Regions from separate parts of the Mus musculus genome. Here regions 2 and 3 are each linked to region 1. A link is a contact called in public Hi-C data. All regions are on one chromosome and are shown on one strand. Each heading gives the region's core, a stretch centred on a gene start, on an enhancer-like site or on the middle of the called end of the contact. The rest is flanking DNA. Distances are from core to core; before and after follow the strand shown.

Evidence for each region. A called contact is a pair of places that touch in the nucleus more often than the background predicts.
Region 2: a Hi-C map of CD4 T cells shows a contact between it and region 1, with 5 times the contacts expected there. The contact joins the promoter of Itpka here to the promoter of Trp53bp1 in region 1. A contact is called at or near these places in 1 of 39 promoter capture datasets (liver) and 1 of 484 Hi-C or Micro-C datasets (CD4 T cells).
Region 3: a Hi-C map of B cells shows a contact between it and region 1, with 9 read pairs. The contact joins the promoter of Ehd4 here to the promoter of Trp53bp1 in region 1. A contact is called at or near these places in 1 of 39 promoter capture datasets (neutrophils) and 1 of 484 Hi-C or Micro-C datasets (B cells).

Annotation. Positions count from the first base shown.
Region 1 is chr2:121,270,096-121,272,761 of GRCm38.p6, forward strand. Trp53bp1 (transformation related protein 53 binding protein 1) reads right to left here and starts at 1,312. Exons shown (of 28, transcript NM_013735.4): 1 at 1,177-1,312; 2 at 429-613; 3 at 124-214. The coding sequence starts at 1,183.
Region 2 is chr2:119,740,999-119,743,664 of GRCm38.p6, forward strand. It overlaps Itpka (inositol 1,4,5-trisphosphate 3-kinase A), which reads left to right and starts at 1,339. Exons shown (of 7, transcript NM_146125.2): 1 at 1,339-1,863. The coding sequence starts at 1,381.
Region 3 is chr2:120,153,282-120,155,947 of GRCm38.p6, forward strand. It overlaps Ehd4 (EH-domain containing 4), which reads right to left and starts at 1,294. Exons shown (of 6, transcript NM_133838.4): 1 at 959-1,294. The coding sequence starts at 1,194.

The DNA.
Region 1 (2,666 bases), core at 62-2,561:
AGGCTTACTGAACACTAGATAACAAACTAGGCTTCCTTACACATAATCTCAACTGCATGTTTAAATCGTTCTGCCCCCACAGGACCTTAAACACTGCAGAGAGCCAAGCCTTCAACTGCTCACCTGAAGCTTTCTTTTCTTTCAGATGTTCATTGAATGAGCTATTACTGTCTCCTTGTTCTACAGCAGATTGTTCCGGATTTGATACAATATCCTAGAAAACATGAGCACATAAGATCCTCACAGTACACAAAGTAGTACAACAGGGACCTTTCTGTGGGTGAGAACACGTTGATTTCATTTTTCGTTCCCCACCAACTTTATCCAAAAGCTAACAATCAACTAAACACGTTAATTTTCTGGGTTAGTTTGGTGTAGGGGGGTCAGAAAAAAATAATAACTTGAACAGGGCATCATCACTCACTCACCAACACGGGGTTCTCTTTGTGCATCTGCAGATTAGGAAGGTGTCGAGATAGCACGCTGAAGTGAGAGCCTGCATCTTCTTCCAGAACCTGGCTTTCAGGCTGAGAATCTTCTATTATCAGGCAAGGAGTGTCTTGCTGAGAGAAATCTGAATCCAATTGACTTCCAGTAGGGTCCATCTGCTCCCCTGGAATGGAATAACAAAAGATCAGTTCGAAGAGTAACCCTATTGAGCTTTCCACACACAATCTGAGACTAAATAAAGGGGCGGAAGTGTGAGATCGAGAAAGGGACCATTCTAGGGCTACCCAGTAGCCCACATTTGCAATCGCTCTTAGCACTTTCTCAGCCATCTCCCCAGCCCTCATTTCTCCGTTATTTACCACCGCGCCTCTGGATCCTTCGATCTCCCCCTCCCTCCCTCCTTTCTCTTCACCTTCCCTCAGACACGCTTCCTTCCTCACCTCTTCTCCCCGCCCCTTTCCATCCCCCACACAACTCTCCCCGCGTTCTGACGCCACTGAGCCCCGGGAAGACCTCTTCGCAACCCCGGCGGGCGGGAAGCCCACGGCCCTCATGCGGCCTCAGGACCACCGCGGCGGCTGCCTCCCCACCCCCTCCCCGGCCCTCCAACCCCGTCCCCGTCACCGCCGCCATGCTTGCCACCCCGCCCCCTCCAGGCGGCCAGCCCTTCAAGCCCGCCACCCGGGCCTCTGCGGCCCGCTAGCTCGGCTCCGCTCGCAGCACTACCTGGCATCCCGGCGAGAGGTGCCTCGCGCTGGATCTAGAGGTTTCTGCACGCTGCCCAGGCCCCTCCAGGTCGATCCCCAGGTCGCCACTGTCGCCACCGCCGCCACTGGCCGCGAGCTCCCCCTTTTCCCGTCACGTCACGCAATATCGGATCGCCCATTCGCTGCTGTTGTCTGCCACTCAGGAAATCCTATGGATGATAGGTGGCTGAGGTGAAGTGCCCGCCCCCAGCGTAAGAAAAGGAACACGGCGGCGTGTTTCCATGGTAGCATGGACGTCGCAGGCCCTCCCCCTAATACAGCCAGCATGACAGTATCCTTGAACCGAAGGGACATTAAGAGGGCATGAAATAAAAACCCCTGCCTGAAGGACGGGGGTACTCACTACTCACACTTGAGGGCTTCGGCCCCTTCACTGACTTCCGTGGAAAAGGAGAGTCTCCTGGATTTTCAAAGAAAGGGCAAAGAGGAGGAGAATTGAGGAGAGCTAGTACTTCTGAAATGGTGAAATGGAAGAGAAGCCTCTGTGGGGTTTGCCAGTGTCGATCAGGATCCCATTTGTAGACCTCTGCCTGAATTTAAAGGCTTCCGTTTTCCCACTCTATGTCTCTGGCAGTTTTGATTTTGTTGTTTTATATTGTCTTCGTGTTCCCACTCCCTTTCAAGCTTCCCTATTTGTCTCTCTCTGCCCTTTCTTTTAGGGAATTGCAGCAGCCCCAGACGCTTTGCACCTCCCATTGAACGAACTGAGCATTGTAATCCTCAAACTAGAAGCAAAGAGAACAGCTGTCACCCCTACTAACTCAATGACCTAAAGGATCCAGGCCCAGAGATTTAATTATCCTAATCATGGTGTCAGGGTCTTATAAAGGGTGTGGCAGCTGTGACAACTATTAATGAACTGAGCTCAAGATACATATGTGGTTTCACTGTCATTTTAATTTAAAGAGCCGTTGGATCTGGGCTAGAATTCTAACCAAGCAGCTGTCAGGAGGGAAAGCACCTAGCACAGTGCCAAGAATATACATAGAAGGCATTAAAATGGAGGCGGTTTTCTCTACTCCAGACTCAGAATTATTTAGGCACAGCCCATACATGATTCTCAACTTCTATAAATGCCCAGTTTAGCACTTGAAATAAGCCAAGCTTAGAGAGGAGCATCCTACCAGCCAATCTCCTCTCTGCTGCTATAAATTACAGTGATCATATTCTCCTAACCCAAAAATCAAAGCATGTTGTCTTCATACGCATTACTTGTGGGAACAAAAGGATCAGCTTAAACGAAATCGCTCTGAAAATTTTAGGATCTATTGTTATAACTAAAATTCCAATCCTAGAATGTTTTACAAGTAGAGCAAAAATGACCCAAATCACAGAGACACATCTTACCTCTTAATCCTAAAATCATTCATGATTGACTCCTGAGTTTCTCTACTGAGTACTAGACATCAAATCAATGCAATCAAAAAAAAAAAAAAAAAAGACCCCACC
Region 2 (2,666 bases), core at 89-2,588, 1.5 Mb before region 1:
TCTCTTTGCGAAAGGTTCTCCTCCTCCCTCTTAACTTCTGGCTGAAGAGAGAAAAGGCAAGTCTCATACTTAACCCTGGGCTTGCCCCAGCAATCCCAGGGTTGTTGTTCTAGGTGTTCCATGACAGGACCCTCAATTCTTTTAGGGGAAGGCAGACAAGTCTGGCTTCTGCTCACAGTAGCCTTGAAGTTCAGCTGAGCACCTGCAAGCAGAGGCCAGAGACCCATTCAGAGATGACAAGAAGGATTTCCAGTGTCTGAACTTCTACATCGGTGTTCTCTTTTCAGTATGCAGCCATAACTCTAGGCCGTGTGAAGTTTTTCTTCTGTTTACAGATAGGGAGATGGATAGAAGGAGTGAGCCAAGATAGGGTGGCCCGAGACACTGGCTGTCTATTACAACACTAAAAAACACTCGCATTTTTGGAGCACCAAGACTTTTTCGTTCCTTTCATGCTGGGCATGGAATCCAGTTCTAGTCGCGTACTACGCAAGTGCTCTACCGCTGAGCTACGCACTCAACACCCATCTCTAAAATTTTACTCTCAGAGCAACCCTGCAGCTCCGCGACGAAGGAGATTCAGCAGTTCAGAGAGGCGAAAGGACTCCTTTTGAAACCACAAAGCTCCAAAGGGGCAGGAGGGGGAGGAGGAGAAGAAACAGCTAGTGGGGGGCTGGAGAGGGGCGGTGGAAATGCAGGCCACCACCGGCTGTGATACTTGGAGAGAGTCAGACTCCGCCTCTTGACCTTGTTCTCTGCCCGCTGGGAAGTGGAGAGCTTCGAGGGGTGGGGGTGGGGAGCAGTCTCAGCTCGACCCTGGCCACAGACTCTAGTTGGGCACACTCCTTGAGGTGTGGCTTCCTTGGGTGGCTGACGGCCTTGAACTCCGAATTAAGGGGCCCAGGCCAGAGAAAAGCCCCAGAGACTCAAAAGACTTTGACCAGGAAGGTTGGAACACGGAAAGGAGCCCGAGGAAGCGAGTGAAAGAATGGGCACAGCTTCTTCCTGTGCAGATTAAGACCTCTGGTTCCCATTGAAGGAATCCCTCAAAAGCCGCGGGAGGGCACTGGGCTCAGGTGCGGGGCAGGTCCCTTCTGCCACCTTGAGGGCAGGTCTAGAGATAAGGCGGGGGCCGGACCTGGGACTTCCACGTTACACTCGGGACACTGCAAGCCTCCTGCAGCAGCGAGGGCCCCCGGAGGCCCGCGCTTTCTCAGAAAGTGAAAGGAGTGGGCGGGGGGCGCGGCCGGGGCGGGGCGCGGCCGGGCGGGCGTTGCCGAGGCTCCGCCCCGGGGCAGTCCCAAGCCCGGGGCGCTGAGCGTCTACAGTCCCCGCCGCGCCGCGGGCTGGTGGGCTCGGCTGCGGCTCCGGTGCCGGGAGATGACCCTGCCCGGGCGCCCGACGGGCATGGCGCGGCCACGGGGCGCGGGGCCCTGCAGCCCCGGGCTGGAGAGGGCTCCGCGCCGGAGCGTCGGGGAGCTGCGCCTGCTCTTCGAAGCGCGCTGCGCCGCAGTCGCCGCTGCAGCAGCCGCAGGGGAGCCCCGGGCCCGCGGGGCCAAGCGGCGTGGGGGACAAGTGCCCAACGGGCTCCCGCGTGCTGCCCCTGCCCCGGTGATCCCTCAGCTCACTGTGACAAGCGAGGAGGATGTGACCCCGGCCAGCCCAGGGCCGCCAGACCAGGAGGGGAACTGGCTCCCAGCTGCGGGGTCGCACCTGCAGCAGCCACGCCGCCTCTCCACCTCGTCCCTCTCCTCCACCGGCTCCTCGTCGCTGCTCGAGGACTCGGAGGACGATCTGCTGAGCGACAGTGAGAGCAGGAGCCGCGGCAACGTGCAGCTGGAAACCAGCGAGGACGTGGGGCAGGTACGGGCCGCGGGGGCGGGGCCAGCGGGGGCTGCGCGCCGGGGACTCCGCTCTCTGCTCTGCTCTGACCGGCTTGCGTTCCCCGCCGAGAGCCCAAGCGGGGGACAGGGGGCATGGGGGCGGAGAGGGAGCCCAGGACGACCTCTCGCCTTGGTTCTTTTTCGGGGGCTAGGCAGGCGATGGTAACTGAGTGCCTGGGCGTCTAAAGGAGGTTGAGGAGTACGCGACCCACGGAGCGGGAGCCGGCGGGTCGGCTGGCGTACCTGGGTAACTGTCAGGTAGGGCTGGAGAGATCAGAGCGGGGTAGCCTTGCCCCGGGAGCCCTGAGAGAAAAAGGGGCGCGTGAGCTTTTCCCTCTCCTCCCCCTCTCGGTGCCGCGGCCCCACCCCCGCCGTTGCCACGGTTTCCCTCTCTTGAGTGGGAGTGGAGCGGAGCTCCTGGCTCTGCTCCGGAGCCGCTGCCGTCTGCTCCCCGCGCGCGCACGAGGCGTGGATGCGGGAAGGGAGGGGCGCAGGGCTAGAACCGAGCGGAACCAAGATCCACCTGCTGCGTCCCCCCTCCTCGCCCTGGCCTACTGCTCCTAAGTGTCCTGGGAAAGGTAAACTGAGGCTGACAAGAGCTTGCTAGTCTCTGTATGGCAATGTGAATGTTCCCGGGCCAATTTAACCGGCAGCTATCACCAGCCAGTGTGAGGTGAAGTCATTATTCGTGGTATGGCCCTCCTTGACTGGAGGTTGAACTCAGGGCCTCAAACACAGTAGGCAAGCACAACCACCACTGAGCTACATCCTAGCCCTCTTTTC
Region 3 (2,666 bases), core at 44-2,543, 1.1 Mb before region 1:
AGTTCATTCACAGTGTATCTACAGGCCTGGATTTAACATATTTCTTGTAGTGACAACTTTTCTATTTTTTTGGAACTCTTTAGGTCACAGGAGGGGAAAAAAAGGAGGTCATACCTAAAAGAAATGGCATGTCCCCAAGACAGATGCAGTTTTCTGAACACCTGTTGAACATCAAATGATGATGAGTGTTCTAATTCCAAAACTCAGGATCCAGATCTTAAATGTTCAGTCACTTTGCTTCGTCTGATAAGGATTTGAACGTCGATTCTTCCCAAAGATAGGGAAATAGACGCCTCATTTAAAAAGCAGTCCGTTTCATTGTAAATTATTTCTCATCGAGTCACTCTAGAGGAAGCTGTGTGGTTGGAACTGCAGGGCAAGCCGGTTATTGCTTCCGGAGACAGAGTGACCGTGACAAATATTTTCAGTTTGTCAAGGGTGAAGAAATGGAAACTAGCAAACAGTAACCTGACACTCCCCTTCAGTCCACAGGCTGGTGAGGCAGCTACACTGTAGGCTAACTTCCTATAGACCATAAAGCTGGATGATAGCAGCCCCGCCGCTGTGGCGGAACGTGGCACCTAGGGCATGGCAATACTCCTACTGTGGCATTCACTCATTCATTCATTCGTTCGTTCGTTCATTCATTCTCACTGTGCTGGAAGGTTACCTCTCCACCTAGGAGCCGCATTCCTTCATTATCACTTTCAGCACTAGGTTGCACTAATGATGAGCCTTGCCTTCTCTCCCTTTCCTGCACTCCCAGGCCAGGGTGACAGGCTCAAGGAAGGCCTTGGCAACAGCAAGGAAGGGGCTCGCAGCGCGCTGGGGGCCGGTCTCAGGGGAGGGAGCCTTGGGAAACGGGACCCGGGAAGGCGACGGGCCACCAAGCTCGGAGTGTAACCTGAGGGCAGGCCGTGCGCTAGCGGAGGGGTAGCGAGCCGACGAGGCAAATTACCTGATGAACGTGGTCTTGCCCGTGCTGTACTGGCCCACCAGCAGGATCATGGGCTTGTTTTCGAAGTCGGCGTCCTCCAGCGCTGGCGAGTGAAACTCGTGGAAGCGGTACGCCTCCTCCAGCGGCAGCACCTTGCGCTGGTACAGAGAGCGCAGGCCGCCCGTCACCGTCTGCACCGCGTCCATGCCGCCCGAGCGCTCGCGCCCGCCAGCCTGCCGCCCCATCCAGCTGAACATGCTGCCGCCCCACAACTTGCCGCCGCCGCCGCCGCACTTCAGTAAGAACCCCAGAACCCGCGTCGCTCGCTCTCTGTGCCCGACAGTAGCTCTCGCCGCCGCCCGCTCCTGGGTCCGCCCCCTGCCGCAACGACCAATCATCAGCCGCTGCGTCACGGGCGCGCGCTCATTATTCAGCAGCGATCTCAGGTCCTTCCTCATTGGGCGTTTGCCAGCGACTGGGTGGAAGCTCTAGCCAATGGAAAGGCGATCCTTGAATTATTGATGACGGCATCGGTCTAGAGGGCTGATCCCGGAGAGGGTGTAGTCCAGGCGGGGTGACACAGGCGCGTCTACCCGGGTACATCCTTCTGGCCAGGTGGCGTTGGCTTCCGGGCAAGTCTGAGCTGGCAAGAATGAACCACCGGAGGCTGTCCTCCTGGAACTCGACTCATCCCAAGTCTCCGGACGTGGATACTGGGGACAGAAAACTCAGAAAGTTGACAGACAAGTTCCTTTTCCTGGGGCAGGTTATTGCCCTGTTTACTACTGTCGAAGATACTCAGGCTCACCGATATAATTGGCAAAAATTGGAGAGAAAATGGACTTCAATCTATTTGCGCAGACACTTCTGCCTCCATTCAACTCTGGATCAATTAAAGGCCTCTTTCTGCTAGACACTAGTAGAAATAATTGACCATCACCTGTGTATCCTAAGCGAGAAATAGTGTTAGCGCATTTTCAGTGTGGCCAATGAGGCCAGCTGCATAGGAATAACCCAAGAGGCTTGTTAAAATGCAGGTCTCTAGTTCTTGATACAGACCCACCAAATAAAATGTTGAGAGATGCAGCTCAACAAATGCCTGCAGATGATTCTTGTCTGCATAAAGTTTGGAGAAAGATTGTGTGGGAATGACTTCTTGAACTTGGTGGAAATGCAGAGCTGATTCAGCAAGTAGTTGTAAAATTGCATTTTAAAGATCGTTCAGGTGTTGCCAGTGCAGCAAGGGTGGTTTTGTTGTTGGTGGTGGTGGTGGTGGGGTTTGGTTTGGTTTGGGTTTTTTATTTATTTGTTTATTTTTATTTTATTTTATTTTATTTTACTTTTATTTTGATTTTTCAAGACAGGGTTTCTCTGTGTAGCCATGGCTGTCCTGGAACTCATCTGTAGACCAGGCTGGCCTCGAACTCAGAAATCGGCCTGCCTGTGCCTGTGCCTCTGCCTCTGCCTCTCTGCCTCTCTGCCTCTCTGCCTCTCTGTCTCTCTCTGCCTCTCTGTCTTTCTCTGCCTCTCTGTCTCTCTCTGCCTCTCTGTCTCTCTCTGCCTCTCTCTCTCTGCCTCTCTCTCTCTCTCTGCCTCTCTGTCTCTCTCTGCCTCTCTCTCTCTCTGCCTCTCTCTCTCTGCCTCTCTCTCTGCCCCTCTCTCTCTCTCTCTGCCCCTCTCTCTCTGCCCCTCTCTCTCTGTCTCTCTCTCTCTCTGCCTCTCTGCTTCT